2 separate regions of the Capra hircus genome follow, and region 2 is linked to region 1. A link is a contact called in public Hi-C data. All regions are on one chromosome and are shown on one strand. The core of a region is the stretch at or near the end of the contact, and the rest is flanking DNA. Distances in the headings are between cores, read along the strand shown. Region 1 holds the start of NAA25 (N-alpha-acetyltransferase 25, NatB auxiliary subunit). Region 2 overlaps HECTD4 (probable E3 ubiquitin-protein ligase HECTD4).

What was found. Hi-C and Micro-C count contacts between places; a contact is called where the count stands out from the background.
Region 2: a contact with region 1 is called in a Hi-C map of blood, with 4 times the contacts expected there. The contact joins the enhancer-like site here to the promoter of NAA25 in region 1. A contact is called at or near these places in 3 of 5 Hi-C or Micro-C datasets (all in blood).

The regions. Positions count from the first base shown.
Region 1 is chr17:9,054,539-9,058,301 of ARS1.2, forward strand. NAA25 (N-alpha-acetyltransferase 25, NatB auxiliary subunit) reads right to left here and starts at 1,704. Exons shown (of 24, transcript XM_018061148.1): 1 at 1,537-1,704. The coding sequence starts at 1,594.
Region 2 is chr17:9,101,176-9,104,938 of ARS1.2, forward strand. HECTD4 (probable E3 ubiquitin-protein ligase HECTD4) reads right to left here. Exons shown (of 76, transcript XM_018061149.1): 71 at 2,758-2,861; 72 at 2,425-2,646; 73 at 1,176-1,342; 74 at 744-939; 75 at 1-187. Among named protein-coding and RNA genes, the nearest start is that of TRAFD1, 26 kb to the left of the region's middle. Within about 2 kb of position 1,831, at least 4 of the 5 cell types and tissues checked have an H3K27ac peak or open chromatin away from gene starts, as enhancers often do.

The DNA.
Region 1 (3,763 bases), core at 454-2,953:
ATCTCTGCCCTTTAAAACGGATACTGGAATACACAAGACTTTACAGCCCTGGGAAAATGGAAATCTACCACTCTCCACCTTTGTGACCTTTGGCAAATCAGTGTCTTCAGTGCAAACTAAGGTGATTTCTAACACAGTGGTTAAAAAGTCTGGGACAGTCCTCAGGGGTTAAGATACCAGTTTCATGTTAGGTAAGTGACCTTAAACGAATTACACATCAATAAAGCCCCCAGTCTCATCTGTGGAAAGAAGTGGGGGAGAGGAAGGGAGGAGACTGGGAAAAACCACCCACCCCAGAAGAAAATGTGAAGATCAAACAATAATAAATATAAAAGGCCAAGGAGAGTGACTGACATAATTAGCAGACTATCCACATTATTGCTGTTAATAATAATAATTATTATTGTTGCTGTTATCAACAAGGCTGTTGCTAGAATCAAATAAGACTCAAGAGCAAAACATTATACAAATTACAAAAAGCACTACCAGTTGTATCAGAAACATGAAGTTACCCCCATCCAATAAAGTTAAATCATCTCAGCCTCCATTTAAGTAACATCTACCCTATAAACACGAGGCCTCCTTTTGGAAAGCCACTGACCTTGAAGCCTTCCTCACTATGAACTAGACCAAGACCACAGAAGCATCTAAGGGGAAAGGAAATACAAATGGGGCCACTTTCCAATTACAGAACGTCTCGATTACTGAAGAGGTGTTCCTCCCTTACTCAAATACGTGATTTTTCCCAACTGGAAGAGCAGAATGCCACCAAGGTCTTAGAGCCTGAGGGTTGAGGTAAGCGTTATTATGAAAGGGGATCCACTTGGCACGCGGAAGGCAGGCTGCAAAGGAAAGACCAGAAAAGCTACAAGAAGGAAGAGCCCTCCCTGCATGCCCCCCGACACCAGCTATTAGAGTCGCTTCACCGCTATTTTGGACCCAAGACCCCCCCGCCTCGCCGCCCCCGCTTCCCACGTGTGCCCAGAGCAGCTGTTCCTCCACCACAGGGCTCTGTATTGGGAGCCTCAAATCCGGGCCTGCTCCTGACTCGATATGGGTTGACCTTGCGTCAGCCCCTTCCCTTCTCTGGACCTGTTTCTCCCTGTGCCCCGAGCACAGTTAGTCAGACAACCCTTTAGGCCCTGCTCCCTCAAGTAAAAAGTCTTTAGTGGGGAATTTTCCCTCACGCTGGGGTGTTCCACCCTCATGCCGGAGCCAGCTTCCACCTGCGGACAGACAACGCAGCCTGCGGGTAGCGGAGGTCCCGGCGAGAGTAGTGTCTCACAGGGCCTGCCTGTCAAGCCGGCTCTGCCGACCTGCGGCCGCCCTGGCCGCGCCGCCACCAACTCAGGGCTCGAGAAAGCCAGGCCGGCGCTTACGCGAGGCCCGTGGCTGAGGCCTAGAGGCCCGCGCGGCCCGCCCCCTGTGCCCGCCGGCTCGGCTTCTGGCCCCTCAGCGCCCCTCCCGGGCCTTCGCCCCGGCTTCGGAAGCCCTCGGCGCATTCGGCTGGCGACCAGACTGGCCCCAGGCACTCACCGTAAATGGGTCGGAGGCGCCTGTCGTTAGGGTCCTGCACATGGCCCCGCGTCGCCATGATGACAAGCGCAGGACCGCAGTGCGCACGCGCGGGGCAGGCCCCCGGGAAGGGGCTGTTAAAGGGCCAGCGCCGATCTCGCGCTTCTATCGCGATGGTCGCGGGGTTGCGACAGAACGCGCCGGCGCGGAAAACACAGACACCCAAACCGCATCCCCGCCCCCCGCCCCCCAAGGTGTGTCACTTCAGTGGCTCCTTTTCCTCCGTTTTGCTGGTGAAAAGTGAGGGGAGGGATGGGGGAGAAACTTGGTTAAAGACAGGGCTCGGCTGCTCCTGCTCATCCTGTTTCTCCTCTGTGCGGAAGGACCAGTTAGACTTGCCTTTGATTCACTGTTGAGGAACCGGAAACTCTTGTGGGAGGGTGACCCCGGGGACAGTAGGGGGAAAAGGGTGCTGAGCGACAAGTAGAAACGTGCCAGAAAAGTTCGAGGTCCCTTCACCCCCTCCTCGGTGCTCAGCCTGCTAAGAAGCATCCTAGGGATCAAAGTTAACATTACCAGTTTGAGGTGATGAGAAAGGAACTTCCCTTGTGTAGTATTTTTTTCTGGAAGACCCATAAACTCAGACTAGTTACAAAGAAAACATCAAACAAATCGCACTGAGTGACATTATACAAAATGCCTGACCGGTAGGCTTCAGGACTGTCAAGGTCATGAAAAATAAGGCAACACTGAGAAGCCGTTACAGCCCAGCAATACCTAAGGAGACAAGACAACCAAACACAATGTGATATCTTCCTTGGGATCCTGGAACAGAACAAAGGGCATCAGTGGAAAAAGAGTTGAAATTCAAATGAAGTCTAGAGTTCACTTAATAGTATTGTGCTAATGTTGGTTTCTCATTTTGATGAATGTACCATGGTAATGCAAGATGTTAAGTGGTTGAGGGGTATATGAAAACTTAATCTCTTTTCACTCTCTTTTTAAGTCTAAAATTATTCCAAAATCAAAGATTTCAGAATGCTTTTATTGTTTGTTTTTTAAAATTCTCTGCTGCACCCTGCAGTACTTGGAATCTTATTTTCCCAACCAGGGATAGAACCCCTGCAGTAAAAGCAGTCTTAACCTCTGGACCACCACGAAGGCCCCTAAATGCACTTGTGGGGGGGTGACTACTTTTTAAAAACCAAATGCACTAGAAACTCTCATCCCAATTCTGTCCTGAGTTCTAGCTCAAAGAGAAAATTCCAGAAGCAATTACACAGAAAAATTCTTAGAATGGGGATGCTTGGGGAGAGAGAGTCCCTCAAATGAAGATATGATCTGTGATCCTCAGAGAAAATAGTTCCTAAAGCTGAGGAGAGTTTAAAATACACTAGATGGGGACCTCCCTGGCCATTTCACTCCAGAGGACACGGGTTTGAGCATCACCTGGGAACTTAGAAACATTATTAGGCACTGCTCCAGACATACTGGATCAAATGCTCTGGGAGTAGGGTCGGCGATTTGTATCTTTACAAATCCTCTTGTGATTTGGATTCAGACAAAAGTTTTATCCTTTTTTAGATCAGAAGCGGGCAAATTATGACCCATAGGCCAAATCTACCTTACTACTGTTTTTGTACAGTCTGTGAGCCAAGAATGATTTTCACATTTTTTAATGGTTGGGGAAAAATAAAAGAAGACTATTTCACAACGTGAAAGTTATATAAAGTTCAAAGGTCAGTGTCTATAAGTAAAATTTTATTGAACCCAACTATTCATTTATGCATTGTCTGTGGTTGCTTTTGTGCTACAACAGAAGAATTGAGTAGTTGTAACAGAGACCTTGTGGCCCAGAAGCTTAAAATAAATTTACTATCTGACCCTTTACAGAAAACATTTGCCAATTGCTATTCTAGAATACGCTCAGGATAAATGAATAAACAGATACCTCCAGGGTAGAGTTGTCAGGTCAAATATGGTACAATATTTGGGGCATCCTTACACTAAAATGATATTCACTGTTTATCTGAAATTCACATTTAGCCAGGTGACTTAGAGTTTTTAATACTTGATTTACAAGATTGTATCAGTTTCAGGTGCACAGGGGTTCTACACATTTATTTGCTAAACCCTATCCCAGGGAGAACTCCATGTTTCCCAAATCATGTTAACCAGCAAGAATGAAGGTCAGGAGCCTCCAGTAAGCTGATCCCAGGCTTGCTCTTAGGTGCTGCGGCCAGGTAGG
Region 2 (3,763 bases), core at 581-3,080, 47 kb after region 1:
ACGGGGGCACATGGGCCGTGTCAGGACCCCCGTCTTTGCAGGGGCAGGTGAATGGGATGCGCTCCTGGTTGCAGGCAAACTTAATGAACTTGCACAGCTCCTCCTGGGCAAACATCTCCAGTGCCCCCCAGAAGAACTCGATGTGCTGGTCGGTCTCCATCAGCCCCACCTGGTACATGGTGTGGGCCTGTGGAGAGAGGCCCCAGACGTGAGCAGGCCCGAGCCTCTGCTACCCCAGCCTCCCGCCCAACCCCAGGCTGGGCCCAACCCCAGGGCGCGGTGATGACCGCAGGACACAGGGAGATCACAGCTATGACAAGGACTGCAAAGGCAGTGGTGGTAAGAGTCTGCGTGACTCTGGCCCACCCGCCAGGCTCGGCAGCAGGGGTTCTACCTACGTTACCCCACTGACCCTACTGGGTGGGTCCTGCCGCTGCCCGTTAGAGGTGAGGTCACTTGGGCAAGGTCTCCCAGCTGGCATGGGTGAAAGCAGGCCACGCTGAGCAGTGGAGGGGCTTCGCTTCTGGTTGGTGGCTTAATTCACAGGCTCTGGAGGCAGGTGACCTGCCATTTCCTGGCTGCGTGACCCTGGGCAAGTGACCTCTCTCAGCTTCCGTTTACTCAGCAGTGAGATAGGGATGAGCACGGCTCCTCTCTTACATAAGGGGGACAGAGCACCAGGACACGCAGTACTGTACAGATGACAGGCCGCATGCACCCACCAACCTGGCCCGGCCACCAACCTTCAGGAACTCGAGGTTGATGTATGGCAGGCCGCAGGTGCGCAGCTCCATCTCCAGCGGGCTGAGCGTGGTGAGCAGCTGCAGGGGGATGATGGCCCCAAGGCCCGCGCGCACAGCCGTCACACACTCCACGTTCTGCAGCTCACGCAGCCGCAGACTCCGGATGGCGGCCGCATAGATGTCCTTGTTCTCCCACCTGGGGCATGGGCAAGGGATGACACTCAGGAGGCTGCTGGCAGCATTTCCTGGACCTCCCAGGCCAGGCAGCTCAGGGAATTCCTCTCCTGCTCTGGGTGTCACCCGCCCCAGACCCAGTGTTCCTAAATACGGTCCTTCCACTGAAGATACTCCACCATCTTTCCTGGCGCCCCGTCCTGCCTCCTGTCTTCCCCCGGGAAAGCCACCTGGCCCCGTCCGAGGCCCTGCACTCACGCCACGGGGATGTGCCGGCCGCGGCTGCACAGCTCCACCTCCTCGCCGGTCATGGTCAGGTAGGTGAACCGGCAGCAGGGCTTGTTGGGCCCCTCAGGGCTCTCAGTGGCCAGGTGCTGGGAGGCGATCTCGGCACACAGGGCCTCCAACTCCGTCTCGTCGTTGATCTGGAAGGAGGGCATGGCAGAGTGGGGCTGACCACTGCCCTGCTCCCCAGATCCCCAGTGATAGAACCTCATCCCCGTTTGGGGACAAACATTGGGTATTTTGGGGTGGGGCTACCCTGGCCACCATGAACAGGTAGGTGGCACTGGCCTGGACCATCAGCCATGCCCTCGATTCAGGGTTGGGCACTGACCAAGGCCTGCCTAACAAGACCAAATTACACCCTCCCTTTCACTGGTGCGGGCACGGCTGAAGGAGGGTGAGCCTTGTACTGCTGGGGCATCCTGAGACGAGTCATTGATGATGTTATCAGAGCACCTGGATTCAGCTCTGTCTGAAGCCCAATCTATATCTATACTTTCAGTTTTAAGGTCAAATCATTTTTTTAAAAAGTTTTCCTAAGCTGGTTTGAGCTGGGGTTTCCTGTCACTTGTCACCAGAGAACCCTGACAATCCCATCTGTGGAAGGTACACGGGCCACCCTCCACCGTGCGGCATACTGAAGTGCATGCGAGGCCACCCAGAGGAGAACAGCCCCGTGGCTCTGGGGTGGTGAAGGCTGCGGGCACCCCAAAGGAGGTTCGTCTGCTTTCCCCGCCAACCCTGGGGTGGTTCTGTCTCCCGGCACCCTCTGGGGCCTTGCCTATGCCCTCTAGATGGAAGCCTTGGCTGGACTGTCTGCCTGGACACCGTCTTACATCCCTTGCCTGCCTCAGGTTCTTGGTGCCCACCCACGGCTCTGGGAGGGCCTCTCAGAGCAGCGCCTGGCAGTGACTCATAATCCCCAGCCCCTGGGGGGTGTCCTGCTTTGACCCTTTAAGCAATGCATTGTGGGCCACTTTCTGCTGAGAAGTCAGCCGCCATCCCAGCCCTTGGCTTTGCAGCTCCTGTGTACCGGCTGCCCTCAAGTGGCAGCTAAGGGGATTACAGAGAACCTGGCAGCAAGGACCTGCCCCCTACCCTGCCAGGGACCTCAATCTGTGTGGGGGGAGCTCAGCTGACGCCTCCTCCAGCAGACACGGGGCAGGGGCACTGTTCCAGAGTCCCGCGGCCCCCCAGAAAAAAAAATGCGCTTTTCACTTACACTCTCAAATTTCTTTACGTAATTGTAGGTGAGTACATCTGCTTCCTGCAGGTCTTGGTCAGGGTCCAGGGGCTCGCCCACCAGTGTCTTCCAGAAGGAGGGCAGGAGGTCCAGGGGGAGGGGGACATCTGCTCGGATGGCGATCCCTAGCAACTGGCCCAGGAAGTGCAGCAGCTGCTCCTCCCCGTAGGTGATGGGGCTGGGGGTCAGGATGTACTTGCCCTGGAAGCCGAGGCAGGGGCGAGGGATGGACCACAGGGGCTTGTGGAAGGCGCAGAGCTGAGCCCCAGCCCCTCAGGGAGCTGCCCACGGGGCTCAGGCCCCATGTCTCACCTTGTTCTTGTTGACGGCGGAGCTGGGGCACAGCAGGAGGAGGGAGAGCGAGGAGCTCTGCAGCTCTCTGCACACCTGCCACAGGAAGTGGCGGAAGGAGCCGCCTGCGGGACAGAAGGGGACCTCTCAGACCCCCTGCCGGCAGGCCCTGTCCCCACTGGAACACCCTGACCCCACTGGGACATCAGCCACTCTGCCCCCCTGCACCAGGGCTTCGCTGAGTGGAAAGAACCCGCCCAAGGGCTGAGGGACCACTAACTGGCTGGTGGCTCCCAGGGAACCGCATCACTGCTGAAGCCAGTCTCCATCCCTCCACCTAGCAGATGGGGGCCATCACTACACCCACCTCCCAAGCTAGTTCTGGGGCATCCATGAGATCAAAGTCAGATCCTTTATGGGTCGGCTGTCATGGCTGCAAGCTGACACTGATATGAGGGCTTGGGGGACCTGTGTCCATCCCCTGCGCTGGGCCAAGAGCAGGGCCCCCGGCTTCCTCAGCATGGCCTCCCGCCAAGCCCAGGGCTCGGCGTGTTCAGTGAGAACACAGATAAACGGATGGACATACAGATACAGTGCGATGGGCAATGGGCAGTGAGCAGCTCCTCTCCTGCTGCCATTTCAAACGTGCCCCTGGGCGTCTCATAGAACTCCTGTCTGTGGCCAGGCTCCTGCATCCTCCCCTGGGCAGCCCCTGTCAGTGCCCTCAGGTCTGGGCGTTGTGAGGAGAGCTGTGTGTGCGGAGGACTTGCTTGGGGGACAGATGCCAAGGCCTGGCCCTCAGAGCTTCCACGGAGAAGCAGGAGACTCCTGCCTGCTGAAGCCGCCAAGGGCTGGGACAGAATCAGACAGGCCTGGGTTTGAACCCCAGTGAGCCTGCCGACTGGGGAAGCCCCAGTTTCCCCATCTTTAAAGCAGGGCAGTGCTGGTGTCAGGAGGAGTATAAGCTGTTGAGCCTGGGACTGGCTTGTTCTCTCAGTGAAAAAAGCTGTCCTCAGACAGCCTCCGA